2 separate regions of the Mus musculus genome follow, and region 1 is linked to region 2. The links are chromatin contacts, called in public promoter capture Hi-C maps. All regions are on one chromosome and are shown on one strand. Each heading gives the region's core, a stretch centred on a gene start, on an enhancer-like site or on the middle of the called end of the contact. The rest is flanking DNA. Distances are from core to core; before and after follow the strand shown.

Evidence for each region. Promoter capture Hi-C pulls out the DNA fragments that hold promoters and counts their contacts.
Region 1: a contact with region 2 is called in a promoter capture Hi-C map of liver, with 3 times the contacts expected there. The contact joins the enhancer-like site here to the promoter of Siglec1 in region 2. A contact is called at or near these places in 6 of 39 promoter capture datasets (the 3T3-L1 cell line, the C10 cell line, embryonic stem cells and 2 more) and 1 of 115 datasets of contacts at active chromatin or transcription factors (embryonic stem cells).

What each region holds. Positions count from the first base shown.
Region 1 is chr2:131,772,290-131,776,662 of GRCm38.p6, forward strand. No RefSeq gene overlaps it. Among named protein-coding and RNA genes, the nearest start is that of Gm30986, 34 kb to the left of the region's middle. Within about 2 kb of position 1,617, at least 6 of the 459 cell types and tissues checked have an H3K27ac peak or open chromatin away from gene starts, as enhancers often do.
Region 2 is chr2:131,084,444-131,088,934 of GRCm38.p6, forward strand. It overlaps Siglec1 (sialic acid binding Ig-like lectin 1, sialoadhesin), which reads right to left and starts at 2,322. Exons shown (of 21, transcript NM_011426.3): 1 at 1,607-2,322; 2 at 1,015-1,374; 3 at 472-771. The coding sequence starts at 1,673.

The sequences.
Region 1 (4,373 bases), core at 367-2,866, 690 kb after region 2:
GTATGCACTGTGAGGGGAATATAAATTAGTACAGCCATTTTAGGACACTGTGGGGGTTACTAAACACACACACACACACACACTCGCGCATACACACGGAAATTAGAGCCACTAGACAGTATAGTGGGGTGGGTCTGTACTCTCAGAATGTGGAAGCTGAAGGTAGAAGAATTGTGGGCTTGCAGCCATCCTAGACCACATCCAAATCCCTATCTTAAGGAAAGAATAAAGGAAAAACTTCCATACGACCAATATTGTATTAGTTTGCTTCCCTCTTGTGGTGATAAAACAGTGATCAAAATCAGCTTGGGGGTGTTCTTGGGCTTGGTCTACTCTTCCACATCATGGTCCATCATTGATAGCCAGGACAGGAATTCAAGCAGGAGCAAAGGCAGGTCACAGGCTTGGGGGTAAGTGACTTTCACAGATGAGCCATCTTGCCAACCCTGGACTGTCTTCCAAGGGCGTTGTCTTTTGGGGGTTAGGTTACTGTGGCAAGCAGGACTCTCTTTGGCTTGCAGACTCTCCTCTGTGAGTTCTCCACCAATGTGTGCCTCTGTGTTGCCACTGAGTAGATGGGCAAAGAATCCATTGACATCCATTGACAGAACATCAAGGGAGGAGCCTCAAACTTGGACTTCCCAGAGACCAGATTCAAACCTCCTTAGAATATCAGTGTTTCTACACATTGGATTGATGCCTACTGATACACTCCACAGGGAGAACATGTGGAGTTTTATCACACATGAAGTGAGGACTTGGATCACAAAATTAGAAACATTTCTCCACCCAATCAGCAACAACAAAAGTCATGATTTGGAATCAGATATATCTCAGCCAACTGTGAATTTAGCCAAATTTTAGCCAACTGGGAAGTTCCTTGGAGTTGAAATTCAAGCTGTCAAGATGTCTTTTCCCAAGCCTTTGACCTAACCAGTCCTGTGTCTGAGGATGCTGTCACTGACATTAGCACCACCCCACTCCCTGCTTCCCCACGCTGGGCATTTTCCTGGGCCTCTTGGTCACATTAGCTTATACCATGAGGACTTTCATCTGAATACCTACAGCTTTCAGAGGCACAGTAGGTCTTCAGAGGCACAGTAGGTCTTCAGTATTGCAGTGTTTCATTCCTCACTAATGCCAAGGAGGATTTTTTCTGTAGGGGTAGACCTTATTTTTAAAGCTCACTCATCCGTTGATGAAAATTTAGATTGTTTCCACTTCTGAGCTTTTGTGACTAACCTTGTATGAGCACTCATGTACAGTTTTTGTGTGGACAGGACGTATGGTTTTAATTTCCTTTGAACATATCCCTAAGATTAAAATGATCAGGTCACATAGCATTTCTATGTTTAGCCTCTGTGTCTTAACATTTTGAGAAACTTTTAAACTCTTTTTCAAAGTTTCTGGGCCTTTTTACAATCCCACTAGCAATATGTCAGGCCCAATTTTAAGTTGAGTGGGTTGGGATTTTTTTTTATTGTCAAGCTTAACATTCTTTATCGTTTCTGGCTATAAGCCCCTTGTATTATAAAAATGTGTTTTCTGTCAGTGCACAGGGGAATCCATAGAGACTGAAGACGCTGGTGACTTTCAGGGAGGTGTTGCGGGGGCAAGGGTGATGGCTGCTGGCCAGTATACAGTTTCTTTATGCAATGTTAAACAAGGTCTAAAATTGTTCAAAGTTACACCACCCAGAAATATACTAAGAATCTCTTTAAGTTACGTAATTTACAGTGGAAATTTTTGTGGTGCCTGACTGGTATCCCCATAAAGATTTTTGTAACTGAACATCTCCAAAATGCCAGGACTCTATCAAACACCAGAGTCTATGTTGTACAGGGGTTGTCATCTGGGTTCGACTATCCTAAAAGGGCGCCTGCGCTGAGGTGTTAATACCTAGGCTGTGACTCTATGGTACTGGAACCTTCAGGAGTAGTGTCTTGTGAAAGGATGTTGGGCTGTGTGGTCTTGCTCTTGAAAGGAGCAGCCTGGCTCTTCACTTTTTATTTTATTATTTTTACTTATGGCATCTGAATGTCGAGTGGAGGGTATATGCACCCCTTCCCTTTTCTGATTTCCTGAGGTGGTTTACTGTCATAGACACAGAATCAACATGGTCAGCTGACCAAGGACTTGGACCTCTAACACCATGAACTCAACCAAAGCTTCCCTTCAGTCAGTTGACTTTTATGGGCTGTTCTGTCGTGGTAACACAAAGCCAGCGAACAGAGTAGGTAAAGGACACAGAACTGTGTTGGACGGGAAAGTCCAGGGAAGAAAGGTGCGGAATGCACAAAGAGCGCGCTGCCAATAGAACCCTTGTGGTGGTGGCCCGCACCATCAAGCTACTGCTCTCCCATTCTCCCTGCTCTCTAAACACAACTCATGCAGTATGTATCCTTCTGGACAGGGTAATTTCATCTAGTGTGTCTCCCATGACCTCCATATTGTAGCAAGATAGAATTTTCTTCATATTTTCATTTTAGGGCTTAATAGTGAGTGTGTGTATGTGTGTGTGTGTGTGTGAGAGAGAGAGAGAGAGAGAGAGAGAGAGAGACTGTGTGTGAAACTGTGTGTAATAGTGTGTGTGTGAGTATATGAGGGTGGGTGTGAGAGTGTAAGTGTATGTGTGAGTGTGTGTGTGAGTTTGTGTGTCCATGTGTGTGTGAGTTTGTGTGTCTATGTGTATGTGAGTGTGTGTGCATGTGAATTTGTGCATGAGTATATGTATGTGTATGCTTCTGTGAGTGTGTGTGTGCATGTGTGTGAGTGTGTGTGTGTGACTTTCTTTACTTATTCCTCTACTGATACACATTGAGGTTGTTTGCATGTCTTGTCTATTATAAATTCTGCTTCAGTGAACATGAGATGGCCAGTGTGTCTTCGAGTTCCTGACTTCAGTTCTTTCATATATATACCCAGAGCAGACTCACTGATCACACAACTCTTCTATTTTTAATGTTTTGAGGAAACCTCAGTGTTTTTTGTAGCTGCTGCATGTTTTCCCATTTTTCAATAGGCCATGAGTTCCAGATTTTCTGCATCTCTGTCAACACACATATTTATTATTTACTATGGTTGCACTAATATGTATGAGAAGATAATTTAAGGTGGTTTTGTTTGCCTTTCCCTACAGTAAGTAATGTTAAACACATATTTTCTGACCATCTGTATATCTTCTCAAGTCCTTTGCTGAGTTGTGGGAGTTTCTTATTTTATAAATTCATCCTCTACCAAAAGCATGGATTTGTGGAGGCTAGAGCGATGTCTCAGAAGTTAAGCACACCTGCTGCTCTTGCAGAAGAGCTGGAATTGGTTCCCAGCATGCATATGGTGGCTCTCAACCATCTGTAACTGCAGTTCCAAGGGATCTGTTGCCCTCTTCAGGGCTCTGCAGACATTAGGCATGTATGTGTTGAACACATACACAGACAAAACACCCATATACATAAAATAAATAAATAAACAAATATTTAAAATATACAATTTAAATATTTCTGTTCTGTGGCCTGTCCTTTGGCTCTGCAGAAGTGCTGTGGGCTGTAATCCCAGTCAGGTTTGCTTCCATTGCTTAAGCAATGTGGGTGTCACTCCCATTCAGCTCCCCCCATAACTTCTTTCAGAAGTTTTATAGTGCCAGGTATTGTGCTTAAGTCTTTCCCCATTTTGAATTTTCATGTCTATAAATTAGAGATACAAGTTTGTCCCTTCTTAGTGGACAGCCAGTTTTCCTATTGTGGGGAGAAACTATACTTTAGTCATTAGTTACTCTTGACACTGTTCTCAAAGATCAGTTTGGTAAGTATGTGTTGGTTCATTTCTAGGCTCTCTACCTTTTCCTATTGGTCGGTATGCCTGGCTATATGTCAACATCATCTTATTTTAATTATAACAAGTTTTGAAATCTGGAAGTGTGATGCCTCCATCCTTGTTACTTCTCAAGATCTCTTGGCCAATTCTGCATCTTTCCCTGTACCATGTGGCTATTAGGATTGCTTTATCCATTTTAGTAAGGGATGTATTGGCATTTTTATGAGAAAAATGTTGCATCTGTGCATTGCTTTGGGGAGTAGAGGCATATTTAAGTCGCTCTTGCCTTGTGTGGTAATTATATATGACCAAAACAGCTTAAAGGAGAAACAATTGCTTTCTTCTCACAGTCACATGTGTTTCAGTCTTGTATGTGACTTTTCCTAGGGAGATTCATTCATCATTTGTTTATTCATTCAACATCAGGCACTGGTGACAGAGCAAAGAAATGATTCTACCTAAGTCTACCTCTGAGACCCGGTATATTGGGATTGTTTACAGAAGAATGGGTGAGAGGTAACTTACAAAATCTGTGTCACCAAAAGGCCTACTGTTGATGA
Region 2 (4,491 bases), core at 1,072-3,571:
GTCTCAGAAAAGTTAACCAGTTTATAAGCAAGGGACTAACAACACTAAAAATCCCCCACTCTGTGCCTCCGTGTGTGTGTGTGTGTGTGTGTGTGGTCATGGGTATGGGTGCACACAACTGCACATGCATATGGAGGCCAGAAGTCAACTTTGGATGGCGATCCCCAGGTGTTGTCTACCTTGTTTCTTCAGGCAGAATCTTTCAGTGACTTGGAACTCACCAAATAGATTAGGCTGTTTGACCAGCAAGGCCCAGAGACCCACATGTCTCCACATGTCTCTGTCTCCTCAGATTTGCAATTATAAGCATGAACTGTTTGGGGCTCAGCTGTCTCCAGCTGCCAGGCCTAAAGGCCTAAGTGCACCAGTATGCCACAGGGACAAAGGGCTTGTCCCTAGAGGCTAGCCAAGCTGGTTTTGGTCAGAGAGCTATAGAAATGGTGTTCGGTGACAAGGGTGTGATATACTCACGTGGCACTTGCAGGTAAACCTCTTTCCGACTACTGTGTGCGCCCAATGAGAACTGGCAGAGCAGGGTCCGACCGTGGTCCTGCCAGGATAGGGCCATATGTAGGGTCGTCTGGTGATAGACGCCAGTGGGCTCGAGGCTCTGGAAGCTGGAGGTGACAGAGTGGGTGGGGTCCTGGCCTCGCCACTGCAGGCTGACTTGCTTCTCCTGCAGGCACAGGTAGGGTGTGGAACAGTTGAAGTTCCTCTCCATGCCTTCACGCAGCTCCTCAGGAATGGTAATAGTGGGGGGGCTGGGATCCGCTGAAAACAAAGGCAGTAATTCTCAGGGCTCCCCTCACCTCACTGTACCTCACACTGTCCCCACAACCCCAACCAAAGGACAAGACTTGGGGGGAGGGGGACTCAAGAAAAGGAGAATGTCACAGAGTGAAAAATAATAGGCAAAGGTCAGAGCTGAAGGCCTAGGCAAGGTTCAGGTCAAAGGACAGGGCTGGAGCAGCAGCCTAGGAGTCCCTGACCGCGACCAGTCCCCAGGCTCCTCACTTGTCACAGTGACCGTGGTGCCTTTGACATCTAACCAGCGGTTGCTATCACTGATCTCAAAGCGGAAGTTGTAGGTGCCAGAGTCTTCAGGCTTCAAGTCTTTGAGCAACAGGTTGCACACCTTGTGGTCCATGTTCCCCATCAGTTCAGCTCGACCCCTGAAACGCTTGTCCACCAGCTTGGGGTCCCCTGAGTGGATTACCACCTGCCGCTTGCCCGAGTAGTCATAGTACCAGATGGCTGTGATGCCATTGGACACTGGGACATCGGCAGGGTAGCTGAAGATGCAGGGAATGAGCAGGCAGGATCCCGACAAGCCCTGCACATTCTTGGGACTGGAGACACCCCATGTGGTCTGGCCTAGAGGAGGGTAGGAAGAGCAACAGAGAAAAGGGTGATGCAAGCCTGGGAACAGAGCCCTGTCACCTGCCCCAAAAGAGGGTGCTCCAAACAGGCTCCAAATCTAATCTAATTTCCCTCTTAGTGCCCCAAGGATGGGGTGTGCTCAGTCACATCTGATCATAGTCTAGGCTTCTGTGCTGAGTCCACAGAGGCCAGACCCTATGAGAGGCACTAGCCTCGTGCAGCTTACCTAGTGAGAAGACAGAGGCCAGCAGGAGCAGGGAGAACAGGACACACATCCCAGTGCCCAGGTGCATTCAGGTGCCTAGGGAAGCCGGGTGGGTAGGCACACAGAGACTGCCTGGAGCACTCCAGGGCCCAAGTCTATAGGGTTTATCTCACCTGCTGTGTTGGTCAACCCAACAGGAAGGACTGCTGTGGCAGCCACCAGCAGGGAACCAGAAGCCCCTGTTCCTGGCTCAGGGAGTGATTGGAAATGCTCTCACTTGGTGGCATGTCCCAGAGAGTCTTCTGTGCCCCTTGGCTCCACCCCTTAAGGACACAGCCTCAAGGCAGATCAGCAGTGCATGTCTCTCTTCACTTCTCCCCTGCCGCCTCCTATTACTCAAACCAACAGAACCTGGAGTCCAGTGAGACCCTGTCACTTACTCCAGGGCATCCAGCAAGCACCGTAAGCACCGGAAATTGGTCTCCTGCCTCTCCAGCTACAAGTCGGACTGAGCACACGCTGAGGCTGCCTGGCTTGTTTGTAGACAAAGTTCTCAACTTGGCAGCTCAGGGTGGTCTCAAGTTCACAGAATCCTCCTTCAACTTCCTTTAAAGAGTCCTTCCTCTCTCAAAAAACTCCTCATTGCCCCCTGAGATTTTGAAAGACCTCATTTCTTAACCCCTATGCTGTCCCCTTTCTCTGTGTTTCATAGACTTACTCTAGGCCTAATCTTGTCTGCTCCCTGGCTCCCTCACTGCCCAGTTCCACCCCCACCATAAATGATCTTTGCTCACAGAAATCTTACTCAACCTTCAGGATGCTGCATAAATCTGTAACTTCCCCTCTGGGCTGAGTCCTTGTGGCCACAGCAGAGAAAGCTTTATGTTTTCCCTCTTCTTGGCAGCCATGGGCATCCACCCATTTCTGAAGACCTAGGCCTGGGAATTTGTGGTCCACAGCAGTGCAGAGCCCCAGACCTACAGGGATCTCAGTGATTATGACAAGGGTGTGTGGTCCAGAGTCAGGCTAGAGAGGTGTCAAGGAAACTTTCCTGGGTCAGGTCGCCATACACTCACACCCACAAACATGCTTATTGTATACCATGCACAAGGAGCAAGCCCTGTGCCAAAGGGTGCCACAGCAGGAAGGAACACCACAGGCGGCAGACACAGCAGTCCAAGAAACACCTAGAAAACAACCCAGATGTCAGTCTCCATGGCTTTGGACCACGCAGTGCTTTCCTGACTTAGAAGCGAAGCTCAGTGGTAATGCTTCGTGATTCTAGCGTTCGGGAAGCTGTAGTGGGAGGATCCTGTGTTTAAGGCTCGCTCGTCAGGGCAAGCTACGAAGACCGTGCCTCAAAAAAGAAAAGGGGGAAGTAGGTAAGAGGGACTTGATTTTTGTGTGAGCCAAAAAAAAAAAAAAAAAACCAAGCAAACAAACAAAAACAAACAAACAAACAAAAACTGTGCAGAGAAATGAAAAAGACAGCCAAAGAATGAGAGAAAATATTTGAGAATCATTTATTGAAGACTAGTATCCAGAACATGTCAAGAATTCTGACAGTACCATAGCCTCCTCTGAAATAAAACAACCCATCTAGGAAAATGGGCAAAGGACTTGAATAGACACTTCTCATTGAAGAAATGCAAGGCAACAAACCAATGAAAAGACGCGTGAGGAAAACATAAGTCGGAACCAGAGTGAGGGCTGGGGGGCAGTTCAGGGGGTAAGAACACGGTACCGTACCGGGTGTGAGCATTTGTACAACTACCGAAGCTCCTGAATGCAGGCCCAGCACTGGTTGGAGCAGAGAGAGACAGAAGAATTCCTGGGGTTAGCTGGCTAGCCAGCTCAGCTGTAAGAGATCCTGTCTCAGGGGGAGTTAAGTGGCAAAGGATAGAAGACACACACATCAGCAAACATGGGAACAACCAACCACTATGATGGCTACTAATGAAAAAAAAAAAAAAACAAGAATAAAAACTGTTGGTGAGGATGCACAGAAATAGGAGCCCTGCACATCGTTAGTGGGAATGTGGAATGGTGCAGTGTGGGAGACTGAGGATTCCTCAAGAAGTCGGTGTAGAACTAGGAAATGGGACAGGATGAGAACCTATAGGGACAGAAGCTGAGCTCCAAGCAGACACCGCTAAACCACGTTCACAGCAGCATCCTTCACACCTGTCATAGGATAGAAAGATCCCTGTGTCTATCAACAGAGAGATGGATAGAGAGATGTGCCTATGTATATAGTGGATTAATCAGAACAGATGCAGCTCTGACACGTCCTCTATAACATAGTAAGCAAATACTACATTGCTCAAGTTAATGAACCATCTAGAAACAGAAAATGGATGAAGTTACTGGGGACTGGGAGAGGAGAGAATATGGAGTTACTATCTGATGGGTACAGAGACTACGTTGTGGATGGTGAGAACGGACTGGAAATGGATAGTGGTGGCAGCTATGTAACAATGTAAATATATGCCTAAAGATAGGACAGGAAACTCCATCTGATGTATATTTTATCATAGACACAATGTTGCAACTGTGCAATCCTCCCAGCTTCCTGCCGACTCAGCAGAGACAAGCAGTCCTGGGGAGACTGGAAGTGGGGACAGGAAACTGATGACATCCCCCAGGCCACAGCCCATCCAGCACATGGCTTCACTGACTACCTGGAGAGGGTGGAGAGGGAGTCCAGGCCTGGCCAAGGATCTGAGGTGCTCCCAAGGTGCCCAGGCAGCGTTTAGCCCCGTGAAGAAGGCAGAAGAGATGCCTTTGCAGGGATGGTGGCAAAGAGCCCAAGTAGAACATGGAAAACCCAGCCCCCCAGGGGCTCCAGGCTTCCAGTACCTGCTGTGTCTGAATAACATACCTGGCTTCTCAAGACTGGCCCAGGC